3 separate regions of the Mus musculus genome follow, and regions 2 and 3 are each linked to region 1. Evidence: chromatin contacts called from public Hi-C and HiChIP or PLAC-seq data. All regions are on one chromosome and are shown on one strand. The core of a region is the stretch at or near the end of the contact, and the rest is flanking DNA. Distances in the headings are between cores, read along the strand shown.

Region 1 (2,682 bases), core at 87-2,586:
GCACAGAGCTCACAAGTGCACTGACACACAGCCTGGACGGGAGGGACAAGCACTTTATAATTCATTCATTCGAGACTCCGATTATCCTCCTCCCATTTATCGTAAGGAAATCCGCACCTGGGCAGCACTGGCTGGCGACTAGGAATTATACAACCTAGGCTTTAGAGCAGTGCCAGCAGCTGTGACTCCTTCCTGTTTGTGACTGTCTGCATATTGGCCATTGCACACACAGTCTCTGAAATCCTTAACCCTGTGAGTCAGGTCAGGTCTAACCTGGCTCTGTCGTCTTCTAGCCTGGCAAGAGGGTCAATCTGCCTGCATCTTCATCGCTTCAAATACAGCTTAGCCTGACAGCAGCCACGGCCCCAGGCGTGGGACAGGTGTAAAGGCTGCATCCTCTTTCAAGGCTTCAATTTGAGGATGTGGCCTGGCAGGTGGCCGGAGGAATGCTACTGTCACCATTGAAATGGGATTGGGTGCTACGGCAACTCAGGTACCCACCAGCCCGAAAGTGGTGAGGGGGTGTGGGCTCGGGGCCCGGGCCCAATTCCTTTTAGGTTTCCCTGAGTGCCCAGCCTCTCTGGTACCTGTCAGTTTCTCCGCAATGGGTTTGAATTCCTCCGGACTGATGTACATATCCTGGTCAGTGTCCAGCGAGGAAAAGAGAAAGAGGCCATCTGTCCCCAGGACCTTTAATGCCGATTCCTGCTGGGAAGGAAGGAGCTGAGCTAAGCATCACCATGGGCCCCAAACTCTCCATCCCAGTCCCTGAAGCAGGGAGCTGCTTCCTGCTACAGTGGCTCCTGCCATTCTTTTCCAGAGTCCCCTCCACACTTGCCAGCCCATTTGCTCAAATGTCACTTCCCAACAGTCCCAGAGTTCCTTGTCCCCTTTTCAGTCGCGTCTGGTCCCAGCTTCACTCCACGTCTTCATCCATTGTCTACTCCGAGTTCCCTCCCTCCTCTCCCAAAGGCCCGGTCCTACTTTTTACCCTGTCCTGGCCATTGTCCCCTCCGGCCTCCCCACTTCCCCCCTTCCCTGGTGCGGGGTAGAGCTTTGCTCTGCGCCTCTTTCTGCAGCCACTGTCCCCCTCCTGTCCCCTCCGACCTGCCGCGCGGCCGCCTGGGCGTCGGCGAGGAGCGCGCAGGCCCGGGCAGCGGCGACAGCGGCGGCGGCCGCCAGCAGGGCTCCGAGCAGCGCCAGGGCGCGGGCGCGGCGGCGTGGAGGCGCGGGCTGAGCGCCGGGGTCCGGGCTGTGCGGGCGGCGCGCTGCGGGCCTGGCCTGGCCCATGGCGGCGGCTCCGGGGATCCCGGCGGCTGCAGGGAAGGGGATCGCACGGCGCGGGGCGGGCGGCGCGGGGCGGGGCGGAGCTGGGAGGGAGGGCGTCAGCAGGGTGGACTGCCGGCCCATCACTGCCGGGGAAAGAGGGAGGTCCCGAGGGCACAGCGCCTGCTCAGCCGGTCCATAGGCCCTCTACCTCGCCGCTTCCAAAATAAATAAAATAATAAATAAATAAATAAATTCTTTTAGACATCCTTTCACTCTGTAGCTCAGGCAAGCCTGAAACTCGCTGTGTTGTCCAAGCTGACCCTGAACTTGTGATGCTCCTCCTGTCTTCTGAGCCTCCAAGTATAATCACCCTCATCCCTGCGCACACACACAGGCTATGATCACCCTCATCCCTGCACACACAGGCTATGATCACCCTCATCCCTGCACACACAGGCTCTTTCCCTTTCTCCCTCCCTTCCATCCAAAGTTCAGTTAGTTCTGCAAAATGTGTGTGCCATAGTGAAAGAGTGCTGTTGAAATTATGATCTAAAATATGGTTAGGACTCAAAAGAACTCCTGGGAACTGGGGAGAGGACACAGCGGGTTGTTGCAGAAGCTGATCCCTAGCACCCGTGCTAAAAAGCCAGATGTGCCCACACATTATTTAATAGGAAGGTTGAGCAGAAAAACCCTTGGGACTTGTTGGCCAGTTAGTCTAGCCAAACAGGTGAGAGACCCTGTCTCAAAAAATAAGTTGGAGAGTGATAGAGGAAGAGACCTGACATTGGCATAATACGCATACACACACACATAGTACACACATACATACACACACATAGACTCACACACGTACACATATATACATACATACATGAATATGCACATAGACTCAAACACACACATATACACATACATACATACATACATGAATATGGACACAGACTCAAACACACACATATACACATACATACATACATTCATACATACAAACATACATATACACACATAGACTCACATATACATACACACATATACACACATAGACTCATACACATACATATACACACGTACACACATACATACACACATATACATACATACATACATGAATATATACACAGACTCACCCACACATATATACACACATACACATATACACACATACACAACACACATACTCTCACACACATATACACACATATATACATATACACATATACACATACACATATACACACATATACACATACCCACATAGACTCACGTACATACACACATACATATGCACACACATAGACTCACATACATACACACATAATATGCACACACATAGACTCACATACATACACACACATGTATACAATACATACATACATACATATACATACACACATATATATATATACATAC
Region 2 (2,682 bases), core at 63-2,562, 170 kb after region 1:
GTTTCTCTGTAGACCAGGCTGCCCTAGAACTCCGAAATCTGCCTGCCTGTCTCTGCCTCTGGAGTGCTGGGATGAAAGGTACGCACCAGCCTGCTATTGGCAAGTAATTTCAAAGTGTTGACACTGTTGGGGGGGTTGGAGGGGAGATTCATGGGGGTGGGACTAGAGGGGGGGCATGATCTGGATGTAAATCAAATGAATGAATGAATAAACAAACTGGGGGTGGTGGTGGTGGGGTCTGGAGATCTTCAGTAATCCCACCTCTCTGGACTAAGAAATGAGGATCAAGAGTTCAAGGGCAGGTTGAGGGAATTTTTTTTTTAAGTGGTGGTGGGGACATCTTAGGTCAGATCAGAAAAAAGCTCTCTGAGGAGCGGCGAGGGAGAAGAGGAGAGACAGCCACAGGCATGGTGAGCCTGAGATGCCAACAGGTTTGATAGGTTCAAAGGCTATGAAGAGTCCTGGAGGCAGAGCTGAAGAGCCCCTCTGGCAGCAACAGTCTCTGGGGCTCAGGCACTGAGCCAACAGAGGTGGCCTTTCTCTGTCTGGAGACTCCACTCCCAGCCTGCCCCCATTGCTTCCTGTTAACATTAACATTCACCTCGGCTGTTGTTTGTTCTTTGGATCTAGTCATAGACCCTTTGGGGGCTCCTCCCTAGGGGCGTTTCTCCCTGCTCATCCTGCCCTGCACAGAGCTCCAGCTTTGGAAATTGCTCTTCCCTTCTGGCCTCTTGACCTGGCCATGCAATTGTCCACAGCAATGGATGCGCAGGGAACACGGCAGGTCCTGGTCCTTCCCTCACCGTGTGAGTAGCTTTGGTGCAAGGTGGGTCTGGAAAAGCGTGACTTGGGGTCCACAGCACACGGGTCTGGGCCTCCACAGTGATCCAGCGTTCTCTGAACAACAGACAGTTACAGAGGGTGCTGACCCGTGGAACTCAGTCTACGCAGTCAGGAAAGCTGAGAAGCCCCACTATCTGCGTCTACGAGTTAGAGACCTGTTTCCTTTCCTTTTTCGGCTGACAGTGCAGGGCAGAGCCTTGACCCAGGGCCTGAAGTGTAGCTGGCTCCCAACACTGTTGCAGCTGTGGTCGTGCCAAGGGCCTATGGTACAAAGAGTGACCGTGGACATCCCATGCTCTGCTTCTGTGTCCAGGACGGTGACCATGGACGCATCTGCATCCGTGTTCGCAATGAGCTCCAGATACACAGGGATCAACTCGAAATGAGGTCCATGAGCAGGCCCCTACACTCAATCTCTGAGGCAGCAAAAGGGGGAAACCAGGTCCAGGCAAAGGTGAGCTGCAGTACCGGTCTGGACCACTGCTGGCAGGCGCCAGAGGACGCTAAAGAGCTACGGTGGCCCCAGACTTGTCCTGGGTTAGGAGGTGGGTGAGTCTTTCATTTTTACCCCAACATTCACTGACCACTCATTAGACACAGGAAGCCCTGTCACCTGCCAATGACTCTAGACCTAGAGTACCAAGTCCCTTCTTGAACAGGAACAGGCACGCTGAGTCATACATCCACCATGAGGAGCTTGGGAAACATTCCTGGAGGAAACGATGGTTCATTGTGAGGATGCAGAGGTAGACAAGAAGAGAAGGGTGTGTACCCAAAGACCAAAGGCCAAGTGGGGCGTGGCAGTCTCATGGGCTCATGTCTGTGAGGACAGCAGGATGCATCGGCCTAACCTGCAGAAATAGGGCTGGGGACATGGCTCAGGGGGAGAACACTTGTTTAGCACAGGCAAAGCCCTGGGCACAATCCCCAGTACCACGAAGAAGGAAGGAGGAGGAAGAAAAGAAAAAATGAGAGAGAAAGGGAGGAAGGGAGGAAGGAAGGAAGGAAGGAAGGAAGGAAGGAAGGAAGGAAGGAAGGCAGGCGAAAGAACAAAGAAAAAACAAAGAAAGACAGATAGGAAGGAAAGAGGACAAACAGAAAAAAGAACAGACAAAAAAGAAAAACTGGCAGGCAGGAAGGCAGACAGACAGAAATACAAGCTGGGGGGTGGCCCGGTGAGTAAAAGCACTTTCTGGAGCTGACAAGATGGCTCAGCAGGTAAGAGCACTGACAGCTCTTCCAGAGGTCCTGAGTTCAAATCCCAGCAACCACATGGTGGTTCACAATCATCTGTATGAGATCTGATGCCCTCTTCTGGTGAGTCTGAAGACAGCTACAGTGTCTTATTTATAATAATAAACAAGCGGGGCCCACCAGAGCGAACAGAGGTCCTAAATTCAATTCCCAACAACCCCATGAAGGTTCACAACTACAGTGTACTCATATACATAAAATAAATACATCTTTAAAAAAAAAAAAGCACTTTCTGTGCAGGCCTGATGACGAGAGTTTAATATCCAGAACCCATGTAAAAAGCTGGAAGTTGTGTGCTCAACTGTGATCTCAGAGCTCCTGCATCTACAGGAAAGGCAGAAACGGAAAAATTAAATAGAAACTCACAGGGCAGCCAGCCTATAGCACACAGCACAGAAACAAGAGAAAGTCTGCCATAGTACATAGTTTGGCAGGCACATGTACGTGTACACACACATACACACACACACACCAAAATAATAATAATAATAATAATAATAATAATAAATGTAGAAAGAGATATTGGTAGATCAAGTCCAGTGTGATGGCTTGGACTTGAAGCTGATTAAGAAAGACCCGATAGCT
Region 3 (2,682 bases), core at 82-2,581, 130 kb after region 1:
GGCTAAGCCGAGGGGAAACGAAGGTTCCACACTCTCTTTTAAGATTTTTTTTTAATTTGTATTTATGTGTATGAGCATGTCTGTGTGCACACTGTGTTTGTGCAAACACCAGTGGAGGCCAGAAGAGGGCGCTGAGCCTCTTGAGCTGGCATTACATGTGCCGTGAGCCCCACAAAATGGATGCTGGGAACGGAACTCAATCCACTGAAAAGCGGCAAGGAAGCTTACCTTCTGAGCCATCTCCCCAGCCACTGGTTCTTCTAAATACTGGTGCTCCCAAAAGCTTTGTCCCCTCCCCTTCATTTCAGGTGCTCCTCCAGTGGCTGGGCACGAAAGCCTTTGACCCCTGGCACACTATACAATGACATCTGCAACCTCACCACACCCAACCTGAAGCTCAGTCTCCAGCCCCTAGCAGAAACAGCTACCTCCATCCCACAAGCTTCTCATGTTTAATGTGTCTAGAATTACCCGAATCTGCCCACCACAGGCAGAAACCTTGGCCCTACCAAATACCACCACCCATCTCAGTCACACCTACCGATCGATCGCTCCCACAATCCAGCACCCTCAGCTTCAACTCCACAAACCCACCACTCCCAATACTCTTTCCTCGGCCCTCTGCACGCATATATAGGACACCTTCGTAGTGCAACCACGGTGTGCTTGTGGCTGCATACAACCTGCATGCTCTACACAGTGGGGGTGAAACCGCACCTCCTTGTCTTCACACCTGGGGCTGAATGAGGTCAGTTCCTAGGAAAGGCTGAACCAGAAAGGAACAGAAGGCAGTTAACATTCCTCTCAACATCTCTCAGTTCAAGCGTGTCAATCCTGAAAAGGTCTGGGTCTGACCTGTTTGGCAACACGGAGCAGATCTGCAAATTCCAGCAGCCACAGGAGGGCAGTTTTTAGGGTAACCGTGATAGGGGGAGAAACAAGACAAACAGCAGCCTTTGAAAGGATGGCAGCCCTGAGACAAAATGAAGGGGTGAAGGAAGAGTAGGCAGAGCCCCAAAGGCCCCCAGTTCCTCTCTCACTTAAATCCTAGGAGGACTGGCGGAGATGGACCCATGCAGAAAGCCTCAGCATCTAATTAAACATTTTAGACTCCACTGCACGTGAGCAAGGAACCTGAGTCCCCCACGGAACCCTGACAAATGAGTCGTTTCCAATCAATCTATCACCATAGCATCTGGGTACCTCGGGAAGATGAAAATAGGAGCGACACATAAATGAAAACCAATACACAAACATCGTCTCCCACACAGGCCTCCAGGAAACCACAGGCAAGGCGGCCATCTGCCAAGACGCCCGCCTGCCCAGCACCGCTTCCTGCAGCCAGCAGCCAGAGTAAGCAGGGCTTAACTCGAGATTTAACAACAGAGAGATCTCCCCCTCTCTGAAGCCTGACTCTCCACTGGTGCCCCTTGGCTGAACGTCCACCCATCCAAGCCGGAAGGAAATCAGAGACGGGCAAAGGAGATGCATTTCTATAGGCTGCATCAGTCAAGGAATTTGTTAGAAATAAACAGTTGGGACAGAACCGAAGAGAGGCTGTGAGTCGGCTGAAGGTTGAGAATTCACAGATTTCTTTCACAGACATGGAGATCTGCAAGACACATCCAGATGCCCCTGCAAAGAACGCTTCCGGGAAGCAACAATATAGTCTTTGTTTGAAACTATTTCTTTCCAAATTTGTTTTACAACAAGTAGATGGGGTCCCCCGTATCATGACAAGTGTGTGGAAGGCAACTCATGGGAGTTGGAGGTCTCGCCTCACACCATTAAAGTCCTGGGGGGTCCAACTCAGGTTGTCGGTCTTGGCAGCGAGACCCTTCAGTAGCTGGCCCATCTCTCCTACTCAGTGGCATCTTCTCCATCCCTCCCTGGCAGCTTCAACCACAGCAGCCTCCATGCCCTGGGTCTGATAACCCCAGTCAGCAAGGCTCAAGGCAGATCATACCCAGCATGGCAAAAATGAGGTAACAGCAAGACTCGGGGAGGTCCCACTGTAAGCAACCCTTCCTCCTGCATTCTGCCAATGACTGGATTTTATAGATAGCAACCCACCCTGCTGACCACGGGCTCTCCAGAAGGCGAAGAAGCAATGTCCAAAGACTGCTCCGCCGACAGAAAAGCATCAGAGACCACCATGGGAGGGCAAGAACGGCCCGCTGCGAGATCTACTCCTAGACAAGCAAATATTTTCATCTCTGCAGTTCATCTGCTCCCCCCACAATGTTTCAGGCTGAACAGGCAAATATTTACACAGCTAAGCAATGCTTCCCTGCCTCTGGGCATGTTTGTAGGAGGAAGTGACCTGAGCCTGTGACAATATTATTCTATAAAGCTCTGTAAAGCCAGGGGCTCCCCTTTGCCCTTCCTTTGTGCCCACTGTGCAAATGAGACTCCGTGGACTGTCTGTTTTTCCAATATTTTTCTTAAAGTTTTAATGAATCCGTGAGATCAAGGGAACCATGTGTGTTCTCAGCTCAGGAAAACTTGGTTTTAATGGAGTCTTTACCCCAGGCTCTCCTCTTCCAACCCCCGGGGGGGAGTCTGACATATAGCCAACTTTCAGCATCCCTCTTAAGCAAGGAAAAAAATGAACTCAACTCCATAACGAGCCTAGACTGAAATCAACCTCAGAACGGGCACACCTGCCGCTCTTTTCCCAGA

What was found. Hi-C and Micro-C count contacts between places; a contact is called where the count stands out from the background. HiChIP or PLAC-seq counts read pairs in DNA pulled down with a chosen protein or histone mark.
Region 2: a contact with region 1 is called in an H3K4me3 HiChIP or PLAC-seq map of embryonic stem cells, with 61 read pairs. The contact joins the enhancer-like site here to the promoter of Selenon in region 1. A contact is called at or near these places in 5 of 39 promoter capture datasets (the C10 cell line, cranial neural crest, embryonic stem cells and 2 more), 12 of 15 datasets of contacts at CTCF or cohesin (CD8 T cells, the G1E-ER4 cell line, the NIH/3T3 cell line and 6 more), 248 of 484 Hi-C or Micro-C datasets (3T3-L1-derived adipocytes, the 4T1 cell line, the 63-12 cell line and 133 more), 56 of 115 datasets of contacts at active chromatin or transcription factors (the 230-238 cell line, CD4 T cells, CD4 single positive thymocytes and 40 more) and 7 of 9 other capture datasets (adipose tissue, bone marrow-derived macrophages, embryonic stem cells and 4 more).
Region 3: a contact with region 1 is called in a Hi-C map of bone marrow-derived macrophages, with 49 read pairs. The contact joins the enhancer-like site here to the promoter of Selenon in region 1. A contact is called at or near these places in 2 of 15 datasets of contacts at CTCF or cohesin (the NIH/3T3 cell line and embryonic stem cells), 9 of 484 Hi-C or Micro-C datasets (the AML12 cell line, the STO cell line, bone marrow-derived macrophages and 3 more), 20 of 115 datasets of contacts at active chromatin or transcription factors (the HPC-7 cell line, PVALB interneurons, bone marrow-derived macrophages and 14 more) and 5 of 9 other capture datasets (adipose tissue, embryonic stem cells, liver and 2 more).

What each region holds. Positions count from the first base shown.
Region 1 is chr4:134,550,830-134,553,511 of GRCm38.p6, forward strand. Selenon (selenoprotein N) reads right to left here and starts at 1,337. Exons shown (of 12, transcript NM_029100.2): 1 at 1,108-1,337; 2 at 588-705. The coding sequence starts at 1,290.
Region 2 is chr4:134,724,594-134,727,275 of GRCm38.p6, forward strand. No RefSeq gene overlaps it. Among named protein-coding and RNA genes, the nearest start is that of Man1c1, 22 kb to the left of the region's middle. Within about 2 kb of position 1,313, at least 31 of the 459 cell types and tissues checked have an H3K27ac peak or open chromatin away from gene starts, as enhancers often do. A contact at or near this core is called in the 4T1 cell line, the HL-1 cell line, differentiating embryonic stem cells and 4 more, where this site is marked.
Region 3 is chr4:134,681,845-134,684,526 of GRCm38.p6, forward strand. The region is part of intron 1 of Man1c1 (mannosidase, alpha, class 1C, member 1); the gene reads right to left. Among named protein-coding and RNA genes, the nearest start is that of Man1c1, 21 kb to the right of the region's middle. Within about 2 kb of position 1,332, at least 75 of the 459 cell types and tissues checked have an H3K27ac peak or open chromatin away from gene starts, as enhancers often do. A contact at or near this core is called in the HPC-7 cell line, PVALB interneurons, adipose tissue and 3 more, where this site is marked.